2 separate regions of the Capra hircus genome follow, and region 1 is linked to region 2. A link is a contact called in public Hi-C data. All regions are on one chromosome and are shown on one strand. The core of a region is the stretch at or near the end of the contact, and the rest is flanking DNA. Distances in the headings are between cores, read along the strand shown. Region 1 has its middle 130 kb from the start of HRH4. Region 2 has its middle 220 kb from the start of HRH4.

Region 1 (5,223 bases), core at 2,471-4,970, 92 kb before region 2:
GGATCGCACAGAGTCGGACATAGCTGAAGCAAACCAGCACACAAGGATGTAACTGTGTAGATTAAGATTCATCCATCCATCCAATATTGAAATTATTTGTGATCCATTATCAAATGTTGGGCTTCCCTGGTGGCTCAGAGGGTAAAGTGTCTGCCTGTAATACGGGAGACCTGGGTTCAATCCCTGGGTCAGGAAGATCCCCTGGAGAAGGAAATGGCAACCCACTCCAGTATTCTTGCTTGGAGAATCCCATGGACGGAGGAGCCTGGTAGGCTACAGTGCCTGGGGTCACAAAGAGTCAGACACGACTGAGTGACTTCACGCTCACTCAATCAGATGTCTGCTGCATGCCTACTGTGTTCCAGGCACTCAATAAACAGGCCTAACGGGTGGGAGGAAGATGGGGGAAAGGGCAGGAGCAGAGCTGCTTCCTTCCCATGTGTCAGGGATTCTTGGCCCTTCTCCCGTGGACGAAATTCTGACTTTGTTGCGGCGGGCAGATTGTAAGTTTTATACTACAGAGTCATCTATATCACTTCTTGGCTCTAACCAGTTAGGCAGGTCTGTCTTCTTAGATTCTCAGCGCGTCTACCTCCCCTCCTCGATAGTCCTCAATGGAGTACACCCCGGGAGAGAACCCTAGCAAACCCAGCCTGTGTCCGCGTGTGTTCTGCGGCTGTCTCTGAGCCGTAGCGGAGGAGGGGCTCCACTTCCAGCTGGGCCGGGTGGGGCATGCACACGGTGACTCTAGGCAGTGACAGTTCCGGGGAGTGAGGGCACCAGCAGATTGGCTGCCCCAGGGAAGCTGGGGAGGGGATCAGGTGGAAGATGGGGTCTGGGGGAAAGGACAGTGGACGTAATGAGCTCAGGTTTGCTGGTCCTCTTTGAGAAATGAAGGATGGGACCACATGCATTGATATATATGTGTTGTGTGTCGGGCCCAGAGCTAGGCTTGACATAATTTCATCGCCTAGGTAGTTAGTCCTCCCTTTTTACAGAAGAGGAAATGGAGGCTCTGAGAAGTTAAATGTCATGCTCATGTCTTCACAGCCCGGAAGTGACGGGCCTCTTATTTGAACCCACTCTTCATTCACAACGTTGCTCAGTCTCTTGTTTAGGGCTTGACAACCCTTGACAGCACGGTCCCAGAAAGTGCTATGATAAGTCACCCTGTTCAGAGGCTGCCTCACAGATGCCTGCTGCCCTCGGGGGTACCTGCAAGTCTCTGCTGCGCAGGCAGGGGGCGGGGCTGATCCAGGACAGAGCGGCAGGCTGGTCAAGTTCCTCGTTTTCTTAACCCCTCTCTCACCCTCCATTTCCTTTTCAGTGGCTTCCCTGGTGGCTCAGACGAGAAGGAATCTGCCTGTAATGCAGAAGACCTGAGTTTGATCCCTGGGTTGGGAAGATCCCCTGGAGAAGGGAATGGCAACCGACTCCAGTATTCTTGCCTGGAGAATCCCCATGGACAGAGGAGCCTGGTGGTCTACTGTTCATGAGGTCACACAGAGTCAGACACGACTGAGCGACTAACACTTGAGAGGTCTAGCATCCTGGCACAATGGGGAGTCTGAACTTGAGATGGAGCCCCAGCTCTGCAGCCAACTGTGAGATTTCAGGCAAGCCTGTTTCATCTGTAAAGATGGTACCAGCAGGGTCTCTCATACATGAGAAGTAGAAGTTCTAGCTACAGAACCTGGAGTACAAAGCAGAAACTCACCGCGTGGGACTCACTTTTTCTCAGGTTCATTCCTTCCTGCCTTGCTTCACAATCTTGTCCTCTCTTCCCACAGCAGCACTTCTGGCCAAGGCTTCATCTCCATGACTCTCCCTTCATATTGCTTATTTTTCCAGAGACATTTGTGACCATTTGAAGTGGAGTGGGCAGCTTCCTTTAGGAGCATCATTGCATTTAAAAGGGATATTATAAATAATAAATATAAATAATACCAGAAATATAAATAATACCAGACCAAAGAATAACTCTAATTCTGACATGGCGAATGGTGGTTTAATGAAGATGTTTGTGGGCAGATGGACTTTGGCTGATTCCTTTGATGAGCCTTTGATGCTGGTTCAGCACGGGATCCATCCTGTCATCTGTACTTGGCTCCACATGTGAGAGTGCTGATGGAAGTTCAGGAAACATAACTAAGGAACCATTTAAAACCTGGAGCCCATTTTACCCTGCTTTTATACGTTCTTAGCTATTGGGTTTATTGTATGGTATGTATGCATGATGCTGAATGTATCCGTCATGGTATTACCAGGGAGCTTCAGATACTAATAAGACTGAGGTCATCAAACTAGAAGACTGCCAAAATGGCAGTTCATTTCTCAGGAAAATGTCATGTCCTTACCAGGTGCTGATATCTTGTAGCTAACTGCTCACTTTATCTGCCTGAGTGGTTATTAGGGCCAAATTGCAATGCATGGTTCTTCAGCAATTATTGTGTTTGGGCACATAATGATGAATCTCCAAAAGTGTACATCTTACTGTGAGACCAACCAATCTTTAAACCCATAGACTTCAGCTCAATTTCTTTTAACTAGTAAGCAAATAGTGAGCTTTTTTTTTTTTTTGATGTGTGTGTGTGTGTAATCACTCTTAAACTAAACACAAATGCCTGGAATTGCTTTGGGAAATTAATCACACACACAGGTGCGTGCACACACAAAATACTACTAAAGGTTACAATCTCTGGCTTTTCTTGATGGAGAGTCTTAAAACTGAGACTTTAGCGATGATCAAATCTGAATTCTTCACTTTAGAGTAAAGAAAGTGAGGTCTGGAGAGGGGAAGAAAAGCCTGAGTTAGGTCAGCTGCATATGAAAGTCAGGATAAGAATGCAGGTCTTCTCATTCCTTGTCCAAGGGCTCATAAGTTCATCCTTCCTCCCTTCCTTTCCTCCTGCCTGGATCCCTGCTTCCTTCCCTCCCAAGTTCAATTTTCTAGCAATCTTCCTCCCCTAACCACACACCTCACTTTCTTCAGCTCTCTGCTCAGCTGTCTCCATATGAGTCAGGTCTTCTCTGAGCACCCAACACAAAGCTTTGTTTTCTGAGCACCCAGCACGTCACGGCTTAATTGCGTGACTGCTCTAGCTAGAATGGAAGCTCCAACTAGAACGTAGGCTTCATGTTGCTTTGCTCACTGTAAAACCTACAGCACCCACAACAGTACCTGGTACACGGTAGGTGCTCAATAAATACCTGCTGAGTCAATGGATGAGCATCTCCGAATGACAGGTGGAGGCTGCAGACGCGGGAGTGAGCAAATGCTCCTTCATGTGCCCTCAGGAGCACTCAGCTTCGTGGAGGAGGAAGCTTGCATTAGTCATTACCCATCTATGATAAATTTTACAGAAGGTTTCCCAGGGGCCACCGGAGCACAAAACAGAGAGTCTCAACCTGGTGCTGGTGGGGAGGCTTACGACAGTTGTGGGGGAAGACCACGCCCACATCAGGTGTCAGAATTCCTGAGGTGGAATGATGAATGAATGAGTCATTCTTACGCTGTAGAATGTATTCATCCCCAGTCATGTTTCAGTGATTTGTCAAATGAACTCCGTTTGGTTGCCTCGGGGCTGGTTTCAGCTCTGAATAGGCTGTGCCTGGTGAAGAGTTAGTTGGTCACGGGGTGATCCCTTAGATAAGATTGCGTTAGAGACACGGACCACTTGTGCCTGTCCTAAGCCTGGGAATCTGTGCGCCATTCGCGGAATGATTTTTGAATGAGTTTATTCTGAGGGAAGGCAGAACTGGATTGATATCTCCCTGGGGGAAATTCAGAGTTGGGAGAGAAGGCGAGTTAGCTCCCAGCGTGGCCACATGATGTCGCTGTTGCTTAAAAATGTAGAAGAACGAAGTCCTATCTTTTGTGAAGACCAGTTTGTGAAAGAAGTTTCAGGAACGCGGAAAACTGTTCCAGTAAGAGAAACATATCTACGCACTTAAAGGACATTTATAATAGCTGATTAACTTTGCTGTACAGCGGAAGCTAGCACAACATTTAACGCAACTATACTCCAATAAAAATAAAGACATTTATAAACATAACAACACCTGGTCAGTTCCCCAAGGCTACTGTTTTGTGCCCTTTATTTATAAGTCACTGTTTAATTTTATTTATTTATTTTTATTAATTTTTACTTTATTCAGCAATATCAAATCTATCTTGGTCATACTGCGTGATTTCTTCTGAAGTCAAAGCACTCATATGTCTAATAGCTTATATGCCCTCAAAGGATTTTAATGTTTCATTGAAACATCATGGAGCAGAAGAGTAAAGATGATGTGCTGTGCATGGAGATGTATGATGACCTTGGATTTCTGTACCTGAGGTCATCTCTGAAAACAATCACCTGTTAACATAGGTTCCATCTTTCTCCATTTCCCAAATCAACATGGTTTACTTAAAATTTGTCCATGGTCTGTTTTTTTTACTTTCCCACTCATCATTCTTCCCTTTTGTTTCTTAGAGAATCTCTATCATTTTATCATTTTAATGATTTGTTTTTTTTGAAAGTTCATTCATTCCTCAAACCTTTCAGGGGAGTACCTTGTTGTGAGTGAGATCCCATTCCAGGTACTGCAGAAGACAGAAAGTGGATGAGCATATTATCTTCCTATGTAAGGCCCTTCAAATCTCGTAAGGTTGTAGGAGTAGCTCCCAGGAATTGTAAGCTGAATGGTTCAGGCATGTCTTCCTACACCTCAGACCTTGTGCCAAGCTCTTTACTTGTATCTCATTTACATCTCACGACACCTCTTGTTAACTCCGTTTTACCAATAGGAAAACCGAGGTTTAGGGAGATTTAGGAGAATTTCATTAATAATTTACCTAAGGCTAAACAGCTATGTATACTGGAGCTGAGATTTAAATCCGGGGACATTTGTCCACAGAGCCTGAATTATGCTTTACAGACTTTCGGTAATATTAGGCACAATGAGGTAAATATTTAAAAAAACCCAGAGATTCAAAGTGCTATGGAAATTCCTATCTGGAGAAGTTCCGTGGAAAAAGTTGCTTTGAGACTGGCTTGGAAGGATGAAGTTCTTGGTCATGATATCTTTACAAGATAAACCGGCAGAGGGGTCTCGGTTCCACACGTTGACTCAGAGACCCAGGCTGGAAGGCCCCCCACTCCCCACCCTGTGTGTAGCTGCATCCTCTAAAATGTAAGCAGAAGAGAGTTTACACGAGGGTTTTATTACATTTGCCTG
Region 2 (4,612 bases), core at 124-2,623:
TTTTCTTCTCCTCACATCCCTTTCTCTGCCTTTTGTCCTTTGACACAGAACAATATGGATTCGGAGACAGTGGGAGAGGCTCGTGGCTTTTATAGGGAACATGCTTGTGGAGCAAGCCTGAAGGGATGACGGTTCTGTGAGAGAGGAGGCAAGGGGAGCCCGGGTTCCGTCTGGATCCAACCCCAGACAGGCAGGCTGGCTTGCCGTTGTGTGTGTGGAGTAACAGTGACATCCTGTGGCCGGTCTGCTTGCTCTGAGTGGCTCCTTTATAGATAAAGAAGACCATTTTGTCTGTGTTGAAAGGTGAGCCCCAGTGGCTCCCTCTTGAGATGATGCATAGACGAGGGGAGGGCACAATTTCCGGTGCCCCCATCTCAGTTGCTGGCTCTGATTCAGGTGGGGGAGATTCTCGGGACAGAGCTCATGTCTGACTTTATGCTTGATCAATTTAAATGTTACCATTTGAGTGCTAGCGGGCCATAATAATAACCATGAGAACAGTGTGAGAAAATAGCGACAAGGAGGACAAGCACTTTGCCTCTTTCTAAGACATCCCGGGGGATTAATGCAGAATAATCTGTAACTTTAAAGTGCCTAAATTGCTTGACATTTAGCTTTTTTTTTTTAAGAAAGTTTTGGATGAAATAACTTTATTTTGACCTTACTTGGAGAGAAGAGGGCTGGGAAGAAAACAACCGTGATCTTGTTACTCTAACCTCCCTAGATAATTAGGTCTTGGGAACCAGGCCAGCCTGTGCTCACAGGGATCTGGGGTACTTTGTTTCCAAGCCTGCCCCGTGAAGCCTCCTGCAGTGTTGAAGGGAGGGGGACCCCACCCCGGGGAACACCTGGCTTTGGGTGCAATGGAGGCGGCTAGTGTGAATCTTCAGGGCTCTGACCAGGCCCTGGTGTGAGCTGAACAAACTTGTTCACTGCAGGGATGCCCAGCGCCTCATGTTTTCTATGGAGGTCGGCTGCTACTCCAAGACACCCTCAACTCAGCTCTTTGCTCAGGGTCCCCATGGTACCTGCTCAGGGAACCAGGCAAAGGGCGCCAGGAAGGAAAGGGTTTGTGTTCTGGAGGATGCAGGCTGGCTTCTGCTCACCAGCTCTGTGACCCTGGCAGGCTCCTTACTTCCTGGACTTGCACTTCTCTCAACTGCAAGAAGGAGTTAGAGATAAGCACCCACTTCTTGAGGGGCAGAGATGAGTATGTGGGATAAGGCAGGGTGATCACCTGTGGACAGAGCCTGGGACACAGTTCGAACCCAAGTGGGGAGCTGCTGGGTGGTTGTCAAGCCTGTGCCTGGGCTGGAGGCATGTTGGTAGGAGGCTCCCTGGCCCCCCTCACCGAGAATCAGCCGGAGGCCCTGCCGCTGTGCAGGGCTGCAGGTTTGGGTTGAGGGCAAGAGAGACGGAGAGGTGTGTGTGGCAGCTGGGTGGGATATGTGTGTACGCGCATGATATGCGTGTATGTGTGTGTGCCGTGGTATGCGTGTATAAGGGATGTGTGAGATATGTGTTTTTGTGTGCATATGTGGTGTGGTGCACGTGTATATGGTATGTACGAGGTACACGTTTTTGTGTGTATATGTGGTAGTGTGCATGCGTGGTGTATTTTTTTCTGTATATGTGATATGGTTTGTGTGTGTGGTATGTGGGATATGTGTGTGCTGTGGGTGTATATGTGTATGTGATGTATCTGTTTTTTGTGTATGTGATATGGTGTGTGCTTTGTGTCCATGTGTGGTATGTGTATGTGTGGTATATATACACGGTCAGTTCAGTCACCAAGTCATGTCCAAATCGTTGCGACCCCATGGACCGCAGCACACCAGGCTTCCCTGTCCATCACCAAGTCCCGGAGCTTGCTCAAACTCATGTCCATTGAGTCGATGATGCCATCCAACCATCTCATCCTCTGTCATCCCCTTCTCCTCCCGCCTTCAATCTTTCCTAGCATCAGGGTCTTTTCCAGTGAGTCAGTTCTTCGCATCGGGTGGCCAAAGTATTGGAGCTTCAGCTTCAGCATCAGGCCATGGTAGTGTGTGTATATGTTTGTGTGGTGTGTGTGTATGTGTGAGGTCTGTGTGTGTGGTGTGGTATGTACATGTGGTGTGGTGTGTGTGTGATGTGTGGTGTGTATATATGGTGGTGTGTATTTATGGTGTGGTATGTATATATGTAGAGCATATGGTGTGTGTCTGGTGTGGTATGTATAAGTGTGTGGTGTGCATAGATGGTATGGTGTGGGTATGTGGGTGTGTGGTATGTGTGTGCCTGTCATGAGCCCGTCTTGCAGCAGCTTGGCGTGGGCAGTTTGCACAGTGGAGTGAGACGTGAGCACTGCCCAGAGGCCATCTACAATACTTAGGGTGGGAAAAGGAGAAACAGAGGGAAGGAGCAGGGGTGAAGAAGCCAAGAAAATGCCAATAAAGGAAGAAAATGGAGAGGATTAGTGCAAAGCAAGACTTTCAGTATCAAGTATTCTCCTAGGCCATTTTAAAGTTCTCCAAAATCATGATAACTTAATTCCTATGTCAATAACTGTTTCATATACTTTTTGTCTAGTGGCAGAAAAGAGGGCAAGGCCAAGTTTCTTCCCACAGGGTAGAATCTTGCATTTTTAGTCCTTAGGTGACTTAACTGAGAGCATGAAAGGGATGGCTCGAAGCTATTCGAATCTCTGTCCTGGCTGATCAGCCAATTGTGGGGGAAAAAAGTGATAATTTCTCCATCTCTCCTGCAGAGAGACTCTTTCCTGCCTGTTTCTCAAGTTTCCTCTCTGTTCCCCCTCCTCCTCATTCTCCCTTCTCTGTCTGTCCTAGAGTCTTCCAATTTGGTGGCTGACTCTCAGTCCACCTGAATGGCATTTTTTTGCCTTCCAATGTTCTCACAGGTTTCTTCCTGCCTTTGGGCAGCTACCCTGTTTTACAAGCTTCGCCTGAGTTTCTACTTTCACGAAGTGACAGATGGATTGCCCACGTCCTGCCTGTAAAAGAAAACCGATTTGTTTGAACATGGGTTTACTGAGGTGTCGATTATAATAAAGGGAAAGTAATGTCGTAGTATTTATGGAGACAGAGTTTGAAGGGACTGCACTTGTGATCATTAGGGAAAAATCAAGAGCTGAAGTCCTTCGGAGGCATTTGAAAGGCATATTAGCTTGAAGATTTGACTGGAGTGATGGATGGGAAGGCAGAGAAATAAAGCAAACCAAGTTTTTGCTTGCTTGGATGGTGGTTTGTTTACCTCGATCGTGTGAAGTCTGAGCCAGCAATCCCAATGGTTTTGACTGCCCCTCAGTGTTTCTCTGCATTTGGGCAGGGAGGATGCTGAAATGGGCCAGCTTGTCCATGTGATGTGCAGGACAGAGCTCTCTCTTGGGAAACAGATGCTTGAAGTTTTTGATTATACAAACAGCAGAGCTAATGACGGCACATTTATTTGTGAAAACACATTAAGCCCAGTTTTATACACTCGTATTTATACTTTTAAGTATGTGGCCAGGAAGAGTGGATGCAATCCAGGAAGTCCCTTCGTGCAGCCACTTCACGCCCATACAGAAAGCTCCGGGGCAGCCCAGGGCTGATGCTCACGCAGCTCAGTTGGCGCTTTCCCCTACATCCTCCATCCCATTCTGCTCCTTCCCTCTCCATTACCACACTACTGTTTCTTCAGTTTAATGAAAAGAGACAGGGCTGGAAAGACACCGATGGGTGGGTGGCGTGTGTGATTTTCCATCCCCTCCCCTTTGCTTCTGTCCCTCTTCAAAGGAGGAGCTGACATCAGAAGGGATGAAATTGTTTCCCTGTCATATTAGGTTCAAATACACAGTGTTCTAACTTGTCTCCCGAGTATCAGTATCAGTAGAGATGTTTTTGGTGCCAAGGGACAAAACCCTCAATTTTTTGGCTCTTGTATTTACACAGTTTTCAGTGTTTCTCCAATGGTCCAATACTGTAAATGAGAACCCATTTCTTTCTGTCTTTCTGGTCATTATCAACTTCACCTTAAGACTGACTCCCCTCGTGGTCACCAAATGACTGCCAGTGCCATTGGGGTGGCTTCATACCTCTGTATCTATGCGGAAAGAGAGGGGAATAGAGGGGAAAATGTGCATTCATATGCACTCAAGTTTTTTCTCCTCCTTTTCCTCCTCCTTCTCCTTCCTCTTTTCCTTCCTCCTCCACCTCCCCTTCCCCTCCCCCTCCCTGCCCCTCTCCTCCTCCACCCACTTCTCCTTCTCTGTTGTCAAGATCAAGGAAACCAATACCAAGTGTTCTTCTGGTTGAACACGCTTAGATTCTGTTGTTGTTTAGCCCCTCAGTCACGTCCGACTCTGTGCGACCCCATGCACTGAATGCAGCAGGCCAGGCTTCCCTGTCCTTCACTATCTGCTGGAGCTGCTCAAGCTCATGTCCAGTGAGTCGGTAATGCCATCCAACCATGTCATCCTCTGTCGTCCTCTTCTCCTCCCACCTTCAATCTTCCCCAACATCAAGGTCTTTTCCAATGAGTCAGTTCTTCACATCAGGTGGCCAAAGTATTGGAGTTTCAGCATCGGTCCTTCCAATGAATATTCAGGACTGATTTCCTTTAGGATTGACTG

What was found. A called contact is a pair of places that touch in the nucleus more often than the background predicts.
Region 1: a Hi-C map of blood shows a contact between it and region 2, with 2.7 times the contacts expected there. The contact joins two enhancer-like sites. A contact is called at or near these places in 3 of 5 Hi-C or Micro-C datasets (blood and liver).

Annotation. Positions count from the first base shown.
Region 1 is chr24:32,425,933-32,431,155 of ARS1.2, reverse strand. No RefSeq gene overlaps it. Among named protein-coding and RNA genes, the nearest start is that of HRH4, 130 kb to the left of the region's middle. Within about 2 kb of position 3,720, at least 2 of the 5 cell types and tissues checked have an H3K27ac peak or open chromatin away from gene starts, as enhancers often do.
Region 2 is chr24:32,331,857-32,336,468 of ARS1.2, reverse strand. No RefSeq gene overlaps it. Among named protein-coding and RNA genes, the nearest start is that of HRH4, 220 kb to the left of the region's middle. Within about 2 kb of position 1,373, at least 1 of the 5 cell types and tissues checked has an H3K27ac peak or open chromatin away from gene starts, as enhancers often do.